Regions from separate parts of the Danio rerio genome. Here region 1 is linked to region 2. The links are chromatin contacts, called in public Hi-C maps. All regions are on one chromosome and are shown on one strand. Each heading gives the region's core, a stretch centred on a gene start, on an enhancer-like site or on the middle of the called end of the contact. The rest is flanking DNA. Distances are from core to core; before and after follow the strand shown.

Region 1 (4,586 bases), core at 1,657-4,156, 150 kb before region 2:
GAAAATAAGAGGACCTTTATCGCTGAACTCTTTTAACACCCCTCGCCCCCTCGCCCTTCTTACAGGTCCTTCATTCCTTCCTACATATCTTCCCCCATTTGTGTGTGGCCAAGGGCAGAGGACACCATTTGAAAGCAGTTGCAGATTTATTAGTGTCTGCCTCAGAGAAGTGCTGTAATTTTACTAGCTCGCCTCTCATTTGAGACCTGCACTTTTGTTGCTTTAGAAAACGTGTGTGTCCTTGACACAACACCACGATTGCCCATATGCAGCGGAATAGTTGCAGATTACAAGTACTCTAGATTAAATACTTTACTGCACTATTACTGCACTAGGACTGTGCTACTATTTAATTAAACAGTTAAATCTTGTGTTCTGTCTTTTTGTTTATCATTAATGTTTTTGTTTATTTGTTCTTTATCTCTTATTGCTGTTGGTGAGAGCTACCAAACTAATTTATTTGTACGATTCTACACTGACAATAAAGTTCTAATTCTGATCATGAGATTTTAAAATATACTTGTAATTACACACCAACATTTTTCATTTTATTATTTAACCCAAAGTTAAATTTGTTGGAATTTTATTCAAATTTTATGTTTATACAGCCAAGCTTTTTACTCTGTAGAATATGTTATTATTTAAAATACTTTACAACTATTTTGCGTATAATTTTTTTATAAGTAAAATGGCATCACCTTTGTTTTTAAAAAAAGTAATCAGTGGTGTAAAATAATAAATTACAAAAACACTAACTACTGTAATCAAGTAGTTTTTCTCAGAAATTGTGTTTTACTACGTAGTTTTACAAATGTGTACTTTTACTTTCCCTTGAGTAATTCTTTTGTGCTGTATTGGTACTTTTACTCCAATACTTTCCTTCAACCTGCAGTCACTACTTTAGTATTTCCTGTGTGTCGGGATTAGAAAAATCATTCCTGTGATTTCTGTCCAATCAAATCGCACATAGAGGGTACATCGCATCATAATGAACAACCTCAAGACGTAGGCGATTTATAATTGCAGAAAACTATTGGAAGCGTTGAAAGTGTACAAGAAGATATCCAAAATCTTTACACACATTGACCCAGAGACTGCTCAGATGAGTCTCACTGATGAGAAGATGACGGATGTTTACTGTATGATGACCGAAGTGGTCTTTAACACCCAGCAGGCACAAGACGACAACATGACGTCACATTGACGTTGTAGTTCAACGTCATGGGGAAGCTGCATTTTGTTTGGAAATTAAAATTGGATTGACATCAGAACCCAACATCAGGCTGATGTCAGTGTCCAATGGCCAATCTAAAATCAACCAAATATCAATGTCTAATGATGTTACAGCTTGAAGTTGTGGATATTACCAAAGACGTTATTAGGCGTTGGATTTTAGTTGCCATACCCGAAGAATAAATGTCAGTATTTGAGATCAATATGACGTTGGTTTAAGTGGTTGGCTCGACGTTGGATTTTGGTCAGTTTCTAACACAACCTAAAATCTACCATATATCAACATAATTTGACATTGTTATTGGACATCAAAATAACATTGTCCTTAGACACTGGCTAAACAATGAATTTTGGTCGCCTGACATAAAAAATTACAAATAGTTTGCATAACTACCTACAGTTATTTGTAATCGAAAAAAGACTACAGCTTTGGCCATATGTATATGTATATGAGTACATGGAGGCTTTCTTTTCTCCATCTTTTCCCCTTCTTCTCTTTCCGTCTACTGACGATGTTTGCCTTGAGGCGGTTGGAGGAGGAGGAGGAGGAGAGGCACATTAGTTTCTCCATCACTCAGCCAGAGCGCTGGCACATAAAACGTTTTTTTTTTTTTATCTTCTCGCCACACGGTGAAACGGGGCGGGTAATAAAGCTTCGCGAGCGAGTTGTCAGCGGTAAAAGATTATGTGTTTTGCCCTCCCTGCATCTGAGAAAAGGAGGGGAGCAAGCGGAGGGGTGTTTACAGGCTTGAGTGGGCGCTCGTGAGGCCGGGACAGAGGCTGATTGCTGTAGAGTGGCCTGTCAGCCCGTGATTTGTCATGTACTTCATCATCTCCGTCACTCCGCCGAGCGTTGTCATAGCTAACGTATCGCCCCGCATTTGTACCAGGCCGTGTAGGAAATTTGTATTTACTTTGGGGTTGGGGGCGCTGGGAGGGAGGAAGCGGCGGGGGGAGTGCTGTAATTTGTTCCTCGTGGATAATGTGACCCTGAGTGGAGCCGGATCATGGGTTAGTTGAAGTGATATTTTCCGGTAATGGTAGTCGTACATCACGGCTGTCAGACGGAGTTAGGAGGCATGCACGTAACAGCTCCATTTCAGCCACTGCAAGCATCTGGGATTATTTTCCATAACCAAGTATGACATGACCGCTCTGCCGAGTGCATTAAATTTTTACTGGCTTCTTTTCTTGCACTCTTTCCCTCCCTCTCTTTTTACTCCCCAGCCGGGTCATTGGCGAGCCGGCCAGGGGCTCTGCGGGCTGGCAGTGTGATTGATGCTTGGGACGCCCGGCCTCCCTCAACGAGACACGTCTCCATCAAAGCTGCCCGCTGCTGCTCCCCCCTGTTTCTTTTATTCCTAATGATGTGTTTATTTCTTTAATTTCTTTCTTATGGTCGACGGCTATTTTGATCCTTGTTATTTCCAAGCAAGGTCAGCATTGTAAATGCCAGAGCTGTGGGAGATGGATCACGTGTGTGTGTGTGTGTGTGTGTGTATGGAAGGCTAATGGCCGGGATCCTGGGGGCGGGTGGGCAGGCTAGCACTCATTATAGGGGCCTACCGCCAAAATTATGTGACAACCTTACAGCCCCTCAGACTTGCCAAGACAGCAGACGGATTTGGAGGGAGAGAGAGCGGGGCGATGCATGCTGCTTGATGGATGGGCAGGTCAGCAGGCTATGCAGTCACACGCCACCCCCTCACCCCGGCCGTCCCTCTCATTCCTGTCTGCCGCAGAGGTACATTATGGGAGAAAAAGTGCTGCCTACTTGTTGTGCTGGTAGAGCGCTGCTGTTTGATTGACGGCAATTACACTGAACCTCTTGATATTTGGGTATAGAATTATGTGGGGAAGACTAGCCAATGGAACATTGCTTTATAATTTATAAAGCATTTAATATCATTATATATTTATTTTAATCAAAATGGGATGTTTCCTCTTTGGCCCATTATTGTTTTCTATAAAAGCCCTTATTTTGCATTATAAAAGGTCATATTTTGGTTTTAGGGGTCTCCAATAACAGGCTGATGTGCATGCAAGGTTAAAGAACACTTTCATTGTCTTATAATGTACTTTTTTTTTTACTTAATTATCCCAATTACTCCCATATGATTCGTTAAGCAATTCGGTTTCCCAAACTGCTCCTTTGCATGAGGCTGTGTTTGATCTGATGTCCCAGTGTGTTGTGATTGGTCAACTGTGTTCAGTGCACTCTGAGAAATAAAAGTACAAGAGCTGTCACTGGGGTGTTAAATTTTTGAAAGGTACATATTTGTACTCAAAGGGTCCTTATTAATACTTCAAGGGTACACATTAGTACCTAATAAGTACAAAAGTGTACCTCTTGAAATTGTTTGGTACTGATATATACCTTTGAGCTACCAATATATACCCTCTAAGTCCAAATATGTACCTTTGGAAAAGGTTCCACTCCAGTGACAGATCTTGTACCTTTATTTCTGAGAGTGTGTGAGACAGAGAGAAATGCCCAGTATAGCTATGAAGTAGCTGAGAGTATGTGAGAGCACAATGCAGGAATGCAATAAAGCAATAAAACACCAGCATGTTACTCTACTCTAACCTCAAGTAAAAACAGTGACACGCATTCAGTATTAATCCACACAGTGGCAAAAGTTAAACTATTTTAAAAATTGACAGCGTCGCTTCTGTAGGAACAGCTGATGGTGGCCATAGCAAAGGTAGAACGGCAAAGAATCGCCAATTCAGAAATGCATTTAAATCAGTAAAGGAAAAAGCATGTGTCACATTTTCAACATGGTTTTGGACGCAATATGTAAATAGTCCCTTACAGATTTAAGCATAATAGATTAGTGATTGCAAGCCGCATGGAGCGATTACAAGTTACAACACACAGTTAAATACATATTTTGCAAACTACACAAAACGAAAAACAATTTTAATTACACTTACATGTTATGATCTGGTGGAAGAAAAAACTGTTTCATATGAACAGTTACTGACAAAGTTTCGGTCAAAGTCTGACAAAGTTCCATACATAATAGTCTCTGCTGCTTCTTTAAAGCAAACAGCTAGCAAATCCTGTGTTGCAGCTTATTGTATTAAAAATCAGACAAATGACAGAAACAAACACAGCACTAGGTTGGCTATACTGTGGTATTGTTATGAAAATGAACTTTAACTCTTTATTCCCCACAGCTGAATCTCCTATATGTCAGTGATCATCATCATCGTCACGTCATGATCAGCTGTGATCCCTGCGCTCAGCTAGTATCTGAAGAGAAAGGCATGTTTACGTTTTACCTGATCCGGTACTACATATTTGGGGATGTAGCGTTGCGAGGTTAATGCGTTCAGGCAAAAGATCC
Region 2 (4,748 bases), core at 1,570-4,069:
GCAGTGAAAAAAATGATGAATTGGAAGTCAGACAGTCATTTAACGCTATCCATCATCTCAGGCCGTTCCGCTTGTAGTCATAACACGAACACACTCCTACACTCTCTCTCAATCTGTCCCTCTCTCTCAAAGAGGTCATTCCGAGGTTGTTCCCAAACCCCAGAGGTTGAAGGACTAAAGTAAATTCATCCATCTTGGTGACTGGAGGAAAGAGAGGAAGAAAGAGGGGCCAGGGAGACAAGAGACATTGTGTAAACACTGCTATATCCGACATGCCATGCTAAACGCAGGGAGTCTGGAAGCCATCAAGCTAAATAAAGGTCAAGTACAAACATTTAAATGGGCCACACTCCAGAGATAAAAGTATCGCCTACTGAGGGCCACAGGGCAACTGCTAGCAATGCTTTTTGACTTCTTCATCAGAGATGAACTGGGAAAAGTTTCTTGAATCACTCGTCGCGTCACCGGTAATCTTTGCCGTTTATAACATACACATTATCATGTAAATAAATACACGATATTCAAACATTAACAATTTTCAATCACTGGAAGTTTAGAAAAGATACTAGTTGTTATTTCTGCTTAATCTTAAAAGTCTGTATTTAAAATATCTGGTAGTGGACAGAAGGTAGTTCACAGACATAAATGAACGACAAACTGAAATTCATGCTGTGGTCGAAACACAGTGTGATGAATAATCACATAAGCTTTTGGTTACTGTTTCCTCTGTGATGACCATTTATTTTGTTTTTTCTCCCCTCATTTTCTTTCTTTTCAGCTATAAATTTTATATAATTTCCCAGATCTTTACATTTTTTTTGTTGAGGTATGCATATGGAAGTTAGAGTGTGCACAGTGCATTCACACAGAAGGTGGTGAGAGCGTCAAAGTTCGCTCTGGTCACCCTGGTGACAACGCTGTCTGCTTTCACAGCTCTCGGTACGAGAGCGTCAAAATTCACTACATTGATGTCGTATTTAAAGGAGCCATTGCAGCATATCAGCAAATCAGTTACATTTCCACATTAAACATGCTTTCTAGCTTGAAAATGTTGCGCACTTCTTACCAAATTTATTTAACAATGGAAGGTCAAGTTGCATGTGCTGTGGCTTTGCTCCACTTATCCAATATGTGTCCATATGCCTGAAATATTCTGAAGCACCAATACTGCTTTGTACTGTCACATGAGATTCCCGCTTTTTTAAAGAAAAAAATATAACATTAATGCACATCAGTAACTCGCCAGTAACACTTTTTTAATGTATGTCCCTGTAAGAAAACATTGTAAATAATTGGATTGGATTGGTTCCATTGGGAACAACTGTGGTCGGAATCAAAGTTCACAGTGACTGTGATCTCTGGACTTCTCTCAAGCGGTGGACTTTTACCCTCCGATTGCTTGCCGCCAAACCACGTCATAGCTAATTACCATAAAATTCATTCAATTTTAACTCTCCTCGACGCCCACAACGAAGAAGACGTGCTGCGCTGCTTATCGATACTAGCTCCCCGGCTCCTTTGACACTCTTGCCGCTTTTGGTGTGAACGCACAGTAAGAGATATGGCAGAATGATTTAACCTGGAATCAAAATCCTAATTAATTCAACATTTTAACTTGATTACAATTAATAAACAATTATTTTATTTATTTATTTAATGTTTTTATGTAGTTTATGTGCGCGGGTATGAGAAGGCTGCATCGGACCGTATGCATGTGCTTGGCATAAGTATAATATCAGAATAAAATAATTAATATAAATCATAACAGAAGTATAAATTAGCCTTAACAGAGCAGGGTGGCGTGACTCCACACATGAAGACCTGGAAAAATTTGATTGCTTATAGTTCTGTGCATATTTGTCAATTTCAGTTACTTTTTAATTAATCGCCCAGCTCTAGTAAGAGAGTCCTCTGGACAGTCGGTGATCCACTTAAAAAGGTTTCATAGAAACGTGTGTGATCATTGGATAAACAGAGCACAAATACCTCAACACATGGTCTTGACTGTGTTAAACTTAGAAAGGTTCATGCCCTTGCCCTCAAGCACAGAGTCAGTAGGTCAAATGTCAAGCTTCAGGTTTTAGCACCATTTCCTACTGATCTGGCATCAATTCGGCTATCTGAATCCTTTGAGGATTTGACCGTATATCAGATCATGCTTATCTTTTTGTATGTTTACTTCACCCCAGCACCTCTTGAACAAATTTGAGGCGAGTCTGTCCACATTTAAAGATTGTGGTTGTGTGTTTGATGGTTTTCATGCCTTGCTGTGCATTTGTAGATAAATGTAATCTGCTCAATCTCTTTCTCAATAATCCATCGAAATATTGATTAAAATGCAGTCCCATGTGAATGATCAATGCAGGATTAGATCAACAGCTTAAGCGGTCAAGCCCCATAACCCTATAAAATCAGGAAAACATTAGTATCATCTAAGGTCCAGCTGCTTTAAAAGATGTCTCAGGGGTGTCAGTCATCATCACTGGTTGTAACATATCTTCTTAGATTCTCTTTTGCTGATTGCTGGATTTATTGTGAAAACAAAGCCTCTCTTTATCTCCAAGTCTCCAGATAGCAGTTAGAGGCTTTTTTTTTGCTGAAGGCTCTGATTGGAAGTCGGATAGACACAACTGTGTGCCATTAAACTGAAAGAGGAGCTGTTGCAGCTGTATAAAGTCCAGGAGGTAAAGCAGCTTTCCAGCATGGCTGCTAGATGTTTTTCTATAGATGAGCTCCAGCCTGAAGTAAGGTCATGCTGGTCAGGAACTATGACCCATAAAAAGAGAGAGTGAGAGAAAAATGCCTTGTGGACGCCCATGGTGGTATCCAAGGATAGACACTTTGACTGACCACCTTCTGGGTGGGATAACTGCCTCTCTGCCACCCATGTGGTCCCTCAGGGAATTGAGAGCTCCTCACTCAAATAGTAAACACTGAAATGCTCAGTTGGAAAGGGGGGATAAAAAACAAGCGTAGAGTCACAGCTGGTGAACAGACTGAGTGCAGAATGTGAGCTCAAATCTAGGAAAAGCAGAGCATTAATTGCTCCCTCAAGAGTGTATGCTTCCTAACACTCAAGCTCTCCCTCCTTCTCCCAGCATTTCTTCTGCCGACACTCACTCATACCAATCCAGGGTAAAAATAAACACCTTTGCCCCTGCAGGCCAGGATTAGGAACATTCACTTCTGTCTGCCTCTGTTTCCATTACCTTTGCTTAATTCCATATTGAAATGTAATTCGGAAACCTATGAGCTCCCCGTTTGAACTATCAGGCTATCCATGACTATCTTTGAACAACGTTTATGTGCCAAGATAGAGAACTTCAACATTAAGGCCTGTTCACATCAAGTCTATTAAGATTATAAAGTTTTAATAATCATTCAAATCTGATGAGGATAAGTCACTTTAACTACTATTATTTATTTATTATTGTTGTTAAAAGTAATCCTTCTTTTGAACCAAGTCAATTTTATTCTGTGCGGTACTGTTGAATGGTCTGAGTATATGCCAAAACTACTTTGAATACCTTACATCAGGGGTGTCCAAACATGGTCCTGAAGGGCCGGTGTCCTGCATAGTTTAGCTCCAACTTCCTTCAACACACCTGCCTGCAAGTTTCTAGTATACCTAGAAAGAGCTTGGTTAGCTGGTTCAGATGTGTTTAATTGGAGTTGGAACTAAAATATGCAGGACACTGGCCCTCCAGGACTGAGTTTGGGCACCCCTGCCTTACATGATCATTACAAGTGCTTATTTTTAGAGCTGTAAATATAACAGCTTATTTTCCACATGAGGGCTGTCATGGCAGATTTTTCTTAGGCAGACTGTTAAATAATCCAACAAGCATATCCCAGAAATCCTGTAGAATTAAGCATAATTAGACTATAAGTTCAGAATTCCTGAAATGTTTCTAATTGTGTGTGCCTTTTTCATTCACCCAACAGAGACTAGGACCGTTTAACATGCAGGCCATCATAAAGATTATGCCTCACAGCCTTGTTTTCAATACATTGAATTTAGTGTGACCTTCAACCTGACTAAAGTCAGTTTTTTCCTGCCTACCTTGTTTTTATACATGTGATACTATAGGCTTACAAAATAGAGCAAATTCAGGCCGCCTGGAGGCTTAGTTGAGGCCAGCTTGTGGCTGCTCCAGAGTGTTCCTCACTGAACGGAAAATCCAGTGTGTGCTTTCATATAAACAAGCACTAATGAAGTGTGAAATGTTTCATTTTATCACCGTTGGTTCCATTTATGAGAGATTCCACACCCGGGCCCTGGTTTCATAAGCTCTATGAAGAGGTGTCCCATTCGCAGGATTGTCACCATCTGTTCCAGATTACATTACTCTAAAAAGAAGCTGTTTGAATTCAGTTTTAAATGACTGTCTTTATCCCATGCATCAAGTTTTATTCAAGCAGTGACATCCTAAACCAGATATTTCAGTTTGGGCCTCAGTGCTTGGGCTTATGGGACACTAGAAAAGCAAACAACTCAGCCTGCTGAGGGCTGCTGCTTAGATTAGATACAACAAAAACACACGCAAATGCACTGGATTCTGACACTGCCTAACAACATGTACTCTGGAGATTCATGCACATGGGAGATTCTGCTTCCCCTTAGCCTCAGACATGATATATGATTCTACCCTCAGCCAGTGGCAAGTATGTGTGTGTCAGTGTGTCCGTCTGTGCCGTGGCCCCCTCTGAGAGTGTAGCCCCTCACAGAGACGGCTTTGTTCTAATAG

What was found. A called contact is a pair of places that touch in the nucleus more often than the background predicts.
Region 1: a contact with region 2 is called in a Hi-C map of embryo, with 1.9 times the contacts expected there. The contact joins two enhancer-like sites. A contact is called at or near these places in 1 of 18 Hi-C or Micro-C datasets (embryo) and 1 of 4 datasets of contacts at active chromatin or transcription factors (caudal fin).

Annotation. Positions count from the first base shown.
Region 1 is chr10:32,271,496-32,276,081 of GRCz12tu, reverse strand. All of the region lies in intron 8 of auts2a (activator of transcription and developmental regulator AUTS2 a), which reads left to right. Among named protein-coding and RNA genes, the nearest start is that of cxadr, 260 kb to the right of the region's middle. Within about 2 kb of position 2,906, at least 18 of the 62 cell types and tissues checked have an H3K27ac peak or open chromatin away from gene starts, as enhancers often do.
Region 2 is chr10:32,124,297-32,129,044 of GRCz12tu, reverse strand. The region is part of intron 9 of auts2a (activator of transcription and developmental regulator AUTS2 a); the gene reads left to right. Among named protein-coding and RNA genes, the nearest start is that of cxadr, 120 kb to the right of the region's middle. Within about 2 kb of position 2,819, at least 7 of the 62 cell types and tissues checked have an H3K27ac peak or open chromatin away from gene starts, as enhancers often do.